Regions from separate parts of the Ovis aries genome. Here region 2 is linked to region 1. Evidence: chromatin contacts called from public Hi-C data. All regions are on one chromosome and are shown on one strand. Each heading gives the region's core, a stretch centred on a gene start, on an enhancer-like site or on the middle of the called end of the contact. The rest is flanking DNA. Distances are from core to core; before and after follow the strand shown. Region 1 holds the start of RARA (retinoic acid receptor alpha). Region 2 overlaps RARA (retinoic acid receptor alpha).

The links. A called contact is a pair of places that touch in the nucleus more often than the background predicts.
Region 2: a contact with region 1 is called in a Hi-C map of hypothalamus, with 7 times the contacts expected there. The contact joins the enhancer-like site here to the promoter of RARA in region 1. A contact is called at or near these places in 14 of 16 Hi-C or Micro-C datasets (blood, hypothalamus, liver and 6 more).

What each region holds. Positions count from the first base shown.
Region 1 is chr11:40,299,009-40,304,785 of ARS-UI_Ramb_v3.0, reverse strand. It overlaps RARA (retinoic acid receptor alpha), which reads right to left and starts at 1,612. Exons shown (of 9, transcript XM_060395598.1): 1 at 1,534-1,612. It overlaps LOC121820693 (a long non-coding RNA gene), which reads left to right and starts at 1,257. Exons shown (of 3, transcript XR_009595592.1): 1 at 1,257-1,460; 2 at 1,553-1,779; 3 at 1,945-5,777.
Region 2 is chr11:40,336,360-40,341,692 of ARS-UI_Ramb_v3.0, reverse strand. RARA (retinoic acid receptor alpha) reads right to left here. Exons shown (of 9, transcript XM_060395598.1): 3 at 3,869-4,017; 4 at 2,395-2,536; 5 at 321-481; 6 at 1-31. Among named protein-coding and RNA genes, the nearest start is that of GJD3, 16 kb to the left of the region's middle. Within about 2 kb of position 3,557, at least 11 of the 54 cell types and tissues checked have an H3K27ac peak or open chromatin away from gene starts, as enhancers often do. A contact at or near this core is called in hypothalamus and muscle, where this site is marked.

The DNA of each region.
Region 1 (5,777 bases), core at 363-2,862:
GTGGAGCCCCAGAGGACCAGAGAGCTGATAGCCAGCTATGACCCGCATTAGGGGAACTCTGCAGCCCCTAGGGCAACAACCTGGTTCCTCCATCCCAGAGATGGGCAAGGATGGGGGGAGGAAACTGAAGGCAGAGAGATGACCTAGATTAGAAAAAGAATCCCATGCTGGAGCACATCCCCGCCCCCCCACCCCGCCACACCCCCACCCACTACCGTTTGTACTGGGCTGTAGGATACATCGTCTTATGAGGTCTTTATGGCTGCATCCCTATCAGGCAAGCTGGGCTTGTTACTAATAGCCAATTTTATAAATTAAGAAACTAGAGGCTTAGAGACCTGCATAAATGCACGTAGTCAAATAAGCGAGCTGAGTCTCAAATTCAGGCTTGACTCTCAGTCCACTGCTCACAAGCAGAATTTACTTTCCTTCCTTGGTCAAGAGCAAAACTGAGTCTGAAGTCGCTCCATTATCCACATTTTCCTCCAAAAGCACCCCTTAGGGGATCTGGGGGATCATGGAGGAATACAGAACATACCCTACACCTAGACAGAGTGACCAGATAGGGGTGCGCCACCCACCCACCACACAGAGAGCTAGAGGGGTTCCCTCAAAGTGTGACCTGTCCCTTCCATGGCTCCTCAGCCCAGTCTGCTACACCCAGAGGCAATACACACACTTACACACACGGTTACTCAGACAAGTCATACACCCCTCTTGCCGACCCACCAAACCAGAATGGGATGCCCAAGATCTTCAGAGAACAAGGCCTGTCAGCCCCCCAGGAGAGGGACAAACGAGTCACGAAAACACCAGGTATCATCCACCCCTCTCCCAGAGAGCCTGCAGGAGGGCAGAAGCTTCAGGGCAACACCAGGAGCTCGAGCTCTGAAAGCCAAGGAGCCCAGGGAGCTGGCATGGCTGGGTGGCCTCCCTGATTTGGTCCACACCCCCTTCCCCAGCCATCTGGGCTGATTCTATTCTGGCCTGGGCCGCACTCTGGGATCTCTCCCCTTCCATGCATATAGCCACCCCTATCCCAAGCTTATAGATCTTACAACCATATGGTCTACACACACACACACACACACACACACGGAGTGGGTGTGTGGGGGGCCGCTTTTCCATAGGTGTTGAGGTGTTGGCAAGGATGGGAAGGGCTCTAACCTGAAAGAACTTCCCCCCACCCCAGGGAAAGGTCACCCCCACCCCCCCCAAAAAGCTCACAATCTCCACCACCCTCCCACACAGCCTTTGGCCACTCCAACGTGCCTTGAGCCTGGAAGGGGAGACTGGTTCTACAAGGAGAGTAGGGAGTGGGGGGCAAAGTCCTGGGCTCTCAGGGGCGGGGAGGGAGGGCAGAGAGGAAGCAAGAGAGAAATCCCCAGGGAGTCTTGGCTTCCCCAGCGGTCTCCCGGTCCCGCTCCCGGTCACCTTAGCGTGCCAGTTCTCCCCTCGAGGTGAGGTGGGGGAAGGGGGATTAGGAAACACTGCAAAGGAGGGTGCGGGGTCTGGCGCCCGGGCAGACCTTACCCCCACTTTCCATTCTTAGGCGGAGAACGGGAATGCCTGAGGGGCGTGCAGCAAGGACGCCGGAGGGCGCAGGGGCTCCGAGCTCCCAGGCCCCCACCTCCCTGGACTACAGCGAGCCGTGGGGGAGGAGAGATGGGGAAAGCCTGAACTGCCGAGAGGGAAACGGTCAGATGAGAAGCGGAGAGGCCGGGCGGAAGGCGGCCGAGGCAGAATTGGGAAGGGGTGTTCGAGGTCCTACCTGCTCAGGTACGTGCCGGCGGGGGGCGATGGGGTTCCCAGGAGAACCGGGGAAGCCCTCTCAGCTCGATTCAGGATTCCCCCCTGCTTCTGGGTTAGGCTGCTGCAAGAGGCACAGGTTCCCGTTGGGTCCTAAAGCCCACTCTCCAAACTCTCCCCGCCCTCTTCCACCAGCCGTGACTGGGTCAGCGGGTGCAGAGCTGAAATCGATGGGGAAGAAAGAACTCACTGGTGAAAGACGAGGTCTGAGTCATGGGCTGGGGACAGCCACAGTCCCCGGTGTCAAATACACAGCACATGGGAGATTTTAGTTGAGGATATTATGGGACAGAATTAAAGAAAACATTGCCTCTGCCTGGCCTGAACGGATGGATTTGAGCTTTGGGACTGAAGGTGGGGTTATGATGGCTTTTCTCACCACTCCCAACTAGCCTGGGATCTGGGGAAGGGGGGTGGTCACTTTGGACAGGAGCTCACTTCTACTCTCCCCCTCCTAGACAGAGCACAGTCTCCCCTAAATGCCTAGGAGGAGGAGGTCATGCCAAGGGGAAAGAAGACACTGATTTCTAGCAAGTGGAAAGGGCAGTATGACTTAGGTAGCAATTGGAAATTGGCATTTTTATATCCTTAGACTGAGCCCTGTGTGTCTGGGAGTGTGTTGGCTTGTGCAGACATACGTAGCCAGGTGAGAGGATAAGCCGGTGGGGCTGGGAGTCTTTGGGTTACACCCTTTGGCAGGAATGGCAGCGGTCAGTGAAGGAAGGGGATGCAGAACCTAGGGGTCGACTCGGGCTCCCTACCTGGCCCTCAGTTGGGTCCTGAAGCTTTACCAGAATGAATATGTTAAAGGAGAGTATTTTCCCAGGTACTATTTAGGATAAATAGGGGGCAAGAGGGCCTCAGCATTAGATCAACTTCAAGGTTTTTGTTGTCTAGTCGCTCAGTCATGTCCGATTCTTGGTGACCGCATGGACTGTAGCCCACCAGGCTCCTCTGTCCCTGGGCTTCTCCAGGCAAGAGCACTGAGGTGGGTTGCCATTTTCTTCTCCAGGGAACCTTCCTGACCCAGGGGTCAAATCCTGTATTTTGGCAGGTGGATTCTTTACCGCTGAGCCACCAGGGAAGCCCGCAACTTCAAGGTTACAGACCCAGTTTAGAATAGTCCAAACTCTCAAAGGGAGAACTCAGGGTTGGGGGGCAAGGTGGGCCAGGAAATGTGGAGGGAAGGCCGAAGAGGGCCTGGTAAACATTTTGCAAGCACCTCCAGCAGCAAAGCAGGGGAAACGTCACAGGGTGAAGGGCCAGGGGAAGTCAGGGACAGAGTCATGGAAGGGAGAGGGCACGGCCTCTTCCTAGAAGGGGGAGAGGGTGGCAGCAGTGCCTCCACCCCTGCGTCAGTCTGGCAGGAACTGGGGAGAGGAGCTGGATGGCAGGTTTGGAGGGCCCCAGGGTGGAGCCGGTGGGGTGAGCTCAGGTCAAGCCTTTCACCCTAATGTGCCTCAGTTCTCTCCCAGCTGTTAACCAGGGCTCTGGGTTCTTCCCAGGCAGTTAATGAGTGTTTACAGAAGAGCTTGGAGATCTTCAGATCTCAGCTGGGCCACCACTACAGTTATAAAGCTCAATAAGGGCTGAGTGTCAGTGGGGAGGGGAGGAGCAGGGGAAGAGGGAAACAGACGACTCTCTTACAACCTAAGGATAAAGCCACGCTCAGAGAGCAGAGCCAGCCTCAGCTGCCACAGGATATCCTTGTGCCCAGGGATGGAGGTCACGTACCCTCATCCTTCTTACCACCACCAAAGGCTGGCCCGCAGCTAAGTGTGGGCAGAACCCAGACTACAGCCGGTCTTCATTAACTCCAGCTCTTTTTCACCCCCCACTGTGAACCCACAGCTTCTACAGGCCCAGGCTGGAGGGGCTGCCCTAGCCCGACCTCGCTGCTGACTCTGGGGTAGGGGGCACCGTACTGTAGGCCAAGCTACCAGCTGAAAATAAGGTCGAAGCAAGACTCGCTTTTCCCACTGGGAGTGAGCAGAGAGGAAAGAAAGGAGTGTGGGGGTGAGAGGGTGGAGGTGGGGGAATTTAGGGCAAACAGCAGGCAGTGAAGTCAACTGGATCTAGGCCCAGAAACCCCCACACCCTGGGGCCAAGTCTTACTCTAGCTTTGCTTCCAGCCCGGTTTTGGCTGGGCCCCAAACTAGGGAAGGCCCTGGCTGCCCCTTTCCGCCTCCCTACCCCCACCCTTATTAAATACACATTTTATCTCTCAGCATCTTCATTATCTTAACTGAAGGAGACAAGCAGTGGATGGCGGGCGGCAGAGAGCATCAGGAGGGGGGGGCGGGTGTGGGGAGCAGGCGCACCCTTGTTGTAAAGTGCTGATGAAGCTCTTTCAGGCAGTGTGGGAAACAGAGGCGGGATCAAAGGCAGCGAGGCTGATTCAGAACTCAATTAGAGCTTTTTAAAAAAGGAGCTGGCTCCCTCCTTTTGCCAGGCTTCAGACAGCCTTTACCCAGGCCCCTCGCACCCAATTAGCTTCTACTGGGGGCCTGGGGCCGGGGTTGAAAACCAAGGGGAGGCCAGAAGGCACAGCTTCTCCCCCTGCAGACCTACCCCTTCTAAGGCGGAGACCTGCTGCTGTGCGTAACTTAAAAGGTCTCGGAGGGCACCTGATCTTTTCAGGAGGAACCTGAGATCACACCTTTTCCTCAAAAGTTAAAACAGGACACCAAAGTTGGGCTCCTCCCTAACCCCTTGCCAACTAGAGGCTGCGCAGCTTCTGGCCCATCTCTGGGGACACTAGGTAACAGCCAGACAGACACCCCCTCCTCCCAGCTAGTAGGTGGGACTCTGCCTCAAAGGCAGGGGCTCCTGGGAGCAACATGGAAGTTGCCTCAAGCAAAATATCACATCAGAGGGAGCCACTGGAACACATCTGTGAGGCTGAGAAACACCGTGCTGCCCACAGGATGGAGCGCCCCCTCTCCCTGCTCCACCTCCGTGCAAAAGCACCAGCCCGGCTGCCTCCAGATCAGAACTGTCCTCAAGATGGAGGGGAAGGCGGCATCTTACTCCATCATGGATCTGTTCACTCAACAACTGTTAATGGAATACGCCCCCGCCAAGTCTCAGGCACTGAACTAAGTGCCGGGGACAGATACAAATGTTAAAAAAGCTCTCCACCTCGGTTCTCTGTTTTGGTCTCTCTCAGTAGTCAAGGTAACCTCTCCACAGATATTTTTAAAAAGCCCCAAGTTGTATCTCCTTCCTACTTCTCAGTTTTTATTGGTGTATCTTAAAAGGGCGCAATGAGGGGGAAGAAGGAAAGAGCTCTGCCAACTTTGGATCTCTGGGCAGCTTGGACCTCACACCCTCTTGCCAGTCATCCAGCCACAGGCCAGGTCTCCCCTGAGCCAGAATTGTCAGTTGCAGCTCCGGGGTTGAAACTCAAACCAGTTTTATTGTGTCTCTGTGCGTTCCATGGCAATACCCACCGACACTCTATGGAAGCTTCCTCTGCCTCTGTGAAGAAATAAATAAACCAGGAGACAGACACACACACCCCACCACCTTCGAGAAGAATGTAGGTCAGCATCTCTGCCACTACTCCATGTGAAACGGCCTATGCTCCTGGCAGAAACCAGTAACCACAAGCCCAGCCCAGCCCCCTAAAAATCCCACCGCCTTCCCAGAGCTCTCAGCTTCAGCGAGAAAAGGACTTTCTTCCTGCTGTCTGCTCCCAGGCTGTCTGCATTACATTTAAGACTCCACTGACAAACGTACATCAGCCTGTGCTCCCACAAGGGCAGCGGAAGCCAAGCAGGGACTCGAAGTCAGCTTCACGCATCGTTGACGGAACCAACCCTGTTCCAATTGCTGAAGTCTTAAGAGCAGCAATGACCTAGAAATTGACAGTGGGGGGAGAACCGAAGGGAAGTAAAACGAACTAACCAGTACACAGAAAACCCGATTTCCTAATACCAGGGGAAAGGGAGAGGAGGCAGAGGGGG
Region 2 (5,333 bases), core at 2,308-4,807, 35 kb before region 1:
CCAGGGAGACACGCTGTTCTGAGCTGTTGTTCTGGGCGGATGGGGGGGGCAGGGGGAGGAAAGTGAGGGCCTTCCCCTGGTGGCACCCTTCTGGGCCTGGCTCTACCTGCCCCGCCCCACAGGCCTGCCCTCTACTGGCCTTCACTTCCTGAGAGGCGGGGAAGGGGCAGACAAGGCAGCCCAAGCAGGGCTGCGGAGGGGCAGGCCTGGAAGAAGCAGGTGTGCCCCTGGGGGGCTGTACCGAAGTGTATTTGCCCAGCCTGGGGGAGGGGCAGGCCTGACAGCTGGAGGGCATGAGGTTGGCGGGGGGTGGGCCATACCGTAGTGTATTTGCCCAGTTGGCAGAGCGCAGGGAAGGTCTCCTGATGCGCTTTGCGCACCTTCTCGATGAGCTCCCCCACCTCCGGTGTCAACGTGTAGCTCTCAGAGCACTCAGGCTTGGGCACCTCCTTCTTCTTCTTGTTCCGGTCATTTCTCACGGCTGTGGAGGGCCCAGGCCGCACAGTGAGAGGGCAGGTGGGGTCAGTGGTCCATCCCCCCAGCCGTCCAACCCCAGCCCAAGCTCCGCCCACCAGACTAAGAACTGTCACTGCACAGAAGTGCACACACGTGAGCGCGCAGGCAGGCGGGACATCCGCACAGCCGGTCCCTTGGCCCCCCCCCCCCCCGCTGCGGTGCCCACCCGGCCCTCACGCTGAGGCCTGCCCCAGGGCCTGTGACCACAGCATGCGTGCCCCAGACCAGCTCGCTCTCCGGGCGTCTGCTCCAGCTCACTCTCCAGGGTGAAAGCCCGTGTGCAGGTGTCCCAGGTCTGTGCTCCCAGCCTCCCTGCCCCCGGCCCTCCTGGCAGTGCTCGGGATGGGCTCAGAGCAGCTCCCTGGGCGGGCAGACACGGAGTAGGGCTCCCCAGCCTGAGAGTAGGGGGCCGGGTGGGAGACTCTCTCGGCCCATTAGCCGGGGGAGCTGACAAATCGCCGGGGGCGCTGAGCCGCACACACCACTCGGCTTTAAAGAAGCGATGGGGTCGTTACCAGCCGATTATCCCAGACACACAATCACTCACGGGGCCAGTGGTGGCGGCTGCTGACGCTGGAGGAAGAGAGGGTGGGGGGTGGGGGACCCAGGGAGGGGGTAGCAGGGTGGGGGGGGAGCTGGCATAATTTGGAGATCACTCATGTCGATTCTGCAAATTCAATAAAGTGCAAGGGAGAGAAGGGAGCGGGAGAGAGAGAGAGGGGGGATAATTTGGGAAGAGAAAATTGCAGCTGTGACAAGACGTTTATCATTCGGAAGCTTTAATTCTATTGAAATGGCAGCTGCTCAGCTCCGGGGCACAGAGCAGCCAGGGAGGAGGTGGAGGGAGGGGAAGGGGGAGTTGGCAGTGGGAGGGACAGGGGGCCCCACCCTGGTCCCCCTGCCATGAAAAGCTCTGGGATCCGAAGGTGGCAGAAGCAGAGGAGGAGGAGGTGCTGGGCCTGCAGAGAAGGGTCCCAGGTCTGCAGGTCCCAAGTTGTCTCCCGCTCTGCAGCGTGGAGCCACCACTTCCTATGCTGCAGAACAACACAGCCCTTTCCTCCTGAGGCAGGAGGTGGCCGGGTACTTCAGGGTCCCTCTGCTCCTGTCCCCCAACCATGTCCCCTCCCCACTTCCTTCTTCCACTGCCCTGCCCACAAAGGGCTAGAGGGTCCTGCAGCCCCCTCCCCCACCCCTTCCCCCAAGGCTCGGGCTCCATGGCAACGGCCACGCAGACAAGGAGGCGTCTGTCAGCGTCATTTATCTCTGACATCATCAATCACCGGTCACCAAGGCAACACCCATGATTCAACACAAGAGGGTCTCCCTGTCCAGCCCTCCTTCTTTCCCTCCATCGGGCCTCAGCTGAGCCCAAACTGGAAACCCCCATTCCTCTGGGACTAGAGAAGTCCCAATTCGCTCCTCCAACTCCAGGTCCCAGGCTCCACGAGACAAAGGCTCTTAGATCCCGGTGCCTGCAGCAACCCCAACACATGCACACAAATACCCAGCAGCACCCCTGTCCTCAGATGCACGATTGGGATGGGGGGACTCCGGGATGCTTCCGAGCCCAGCCCCAAAGCCAGTCAGAGCCTGGAAGCAAGCTGGCAGGGGCAGACACGTGCACACACGTGAGCAAGCCCACACAGCCCGCCTCACACGAACAGGAAGGGCTGTCCGCCCATGGACACACAGATGGTGAGACAGACAGGTCCGTGCAGCTATACATGAACTGTCCTCAACCATGAGCCAAGGCACCGCATCACGGTAAGGTCCATTTACACCCACACGCTCATCCACATGCCCCTGCTCCTCTGGCTTTAGGGGCCAGGAGCTCACACCCTGCCCGGTGCGCGGCACAGCCCCGTCAGTGGCACTCACACTCCTTGGACATGCCCACTTCGAAGCACTTCTGCAGCCGACAGTACTGGCAACGGTTCCGGGTCACCTTGTTGATGATGCAGTTCTTGTCCCGGTGACACGTGTACACCATGTTCTTCTGGATGCTGCGGCGGAAGAAGCCCTGGGTATAGAGAGCAGGGCGTCAGGTCAGCCACACCCACAGTCGAGCAGTGCTGGCCTATAGCCTCAGTTCGAGGGCTGAGGGTCAGGCGACTACTGTCCCCAAGCCTTTGGCCATCCCCTACCCGAGAAGGCCAGATAAGACGGGGAGAAGGGTACACCTACAAGGATACCCCGGGAAGAATCTGAGCATCTGCTGCCTCCACACTGGGATGGGGAGGGGGCTTCCCCCACCCTGCGCACATAGACCTGGCTTCCTCACCCTGGGGAAGGGGACCACAGGCTGCTGGTGGGTCAGGAAAAGGGGCAGACGGGGCTAGATGGGAGACAGAGCTCTAGAACCCACAGCCCTGGGCTCGGAGTGCAAGAAAAGAAGACAAGCAGGAGGGGCCAGAGAGATACACACACAGGCTGGCCTGGCCTGACAGGTGGAGACATGAGTGCTCACAGGCAAGGCGGCAATACACATGTTCACTAACCAGGCAGATGAGCACAGATCACAGGGTGACTAGGTTGGTCAGAGGCTGCCCATGTGGGCTAACAGAGAGATGGACAGATGCCTGACCAGGGCAGACCACGAACAGCTGGTCTGGACCGGACAGACAGACAGAGTCCAAGGCCTTGTGCTTTTTGCCCTTGACCTCTGCCCCACACCTAGTGGCCACTCCACACTGAGAGGGAGCCGTAGGGCCCCAAGCCCCAAAGCTGTGCAGCTTCTGATCCCCAATCCCTGGGGAAGAAACAGGTATACAGAGACTCAAGCCCTGGGGAGAGGAAGCGGGAAGGTCATGCCCACAGCTTCCGGAAAGGTGGCAGTCCCGTCTGCACCCTGGAGCCTAACGTGGGCACATGGAAATCCGGCCAGACGCTGGGGAGCCCCAGCCCGGGCACCTGAAGGAGAGGCCAAGGCAAGGCGCCTGCTCCTGACGGCCTCCTGCCAGGCTGCCATGGTGAGGTGCGGGCAGGCCACCAGGGGCAGGCCTCCTGGGTCCCCAGCCAAGAGCCAGTCGGCAGCCAGTTCACCATGGCAACGCGGGCAGCGGGAGCAGAGCGGGTGTGAGCCCTGCCAGCTGGAGGATGGAGATGCTGGGGGCAGAGTCAGGGCTGGAGGAGGACCTCCGGTTTGGGAGACCCCTGCTCATCTATGGTAAGGAGGTCCTGCTGAAGGCTTCCTCTACTCCAAGGCTGCTGCCACCTTCCGCACAGAAGTTAGAGCAGCAGCTTTAGGGATACCCCCACATTCACCACTACCAGTACAGTCCCCAGACCCGGCAATGGGAACATCCCACTTATCTAATCAGGACTGTCCTTCCCCACGACCCCCTGGACTCACCTTGCAACCCTCACAGGCGCTGACCCCATAGTGGTAGCCTGAGGATTTGTCTTGACAGACAAAGCAAGGCTTGTAGATGCGGGGGAGGGGAGGCGGCGAGGGGGGGCTGGGCACGATCTCTTCGGAACTGCTGCTCTGGGTCTCGATGGCTAGAAACAGAAGGGCGGTTAGAGAACCAGGCCACCACCCTCAGCATGGCGCACACCTGGCCTCCAGGTCTCATCCAGGAGCCTCTCCCAGCTGCCCCAGGGCTGCCAGATGTCAACCTGGGGCAGGGGCAGTCTTGGGAAAGTTGGCACTCCCCCCAGCCAGACTGCCAATGACGCCTCCAGCACCCCATCAGTCCTGCCTACTTTCCCAGGACCCCACCTTCAAAACCAGAAACATCACATAATAAACCATCAGATTAGTAGGTGGATGTGACTATACTGGGTGGCCAGGTGTAGGTGTCAGCCTGGGTCCACAGCCCTGGCCACCCCCCCACACCCAGTCCCACCTCCCCCAGGTGAGGAAGGGGTTAAGGCCTGAAGGAGGGAGGGGCCAGGACAGAAGCTGGGGGCAGAGGAAACTGGGGTCAACAGGATATTCAAAGTTGGCCACTCCCCTACCCCTCTGCTTCCGCTCCCCTCTCCACCCCCACTACCAGCAGCGACAGCCCCTCCTCCGCCCAAGCGACCCCTGGCCAGGGACCCAAGGCCTGGTGCAGAGTCAGGAACACTGGGGCACAGCAGGCAGGGACTCCCTCAGAGAAGCAGGGGGACCCCGTGGAGACGGGGGAAGAGTCCCTGTGGGTCCCGGAAGCCCATGGCTCTGAGTGCACCCTGGCTGGGGGGAAAGCATGACAAAGGGGGTCTGTTCCCATCAATGCTCTGTCTGTCTGGCCATAGAGTCCATAGTATGTCCGGGTTACTGTCCCCCTCCCCTCTTGTTATTCAGCTCCAAGAGGGCAGCCAGGAGGGTGACCCCGCCAGCAGGGGCAGCCCCCACTAGCGGAATCCTCCCCAGTGCCTGGCCCCATGCCCATCACCTAGGCAGAACAGGGCTGGGCTAGGTGGGGGCTGTCTGTGCCTCAAGCAAGGGCAGCTCCGGGTGCACTGTACTGGATGGGAACTGTGACCCGGCCACCCCCAGATTCCCAAGGGGCCAGTGGCAGCCTCCTGAGGCCTTTGCCAAGTCCACTGGTCCAGGGCCAAGGATGCCTCCCTAAGTAGATAGATCCCTACCTCCTCCCACACCCCAGACTCCTACCTAGCCTCACCCCAAACCCCAGCACACGAGGTTCTGGAATTCAGCAGGGCCCAGAGTTCCAGCCCAAGCACCTCATAGCATCTCACATGGCTCATGTGGCCCCAAAATCCAAGCACAGAGAAAAGCAGCACTCAGATGGGGGGCTGGCAAGCTGCAGGCTACCACCCTCCCCCCTTACCTGCAGACACAACCAGAGACTGCCAGGCGGCCGATGACA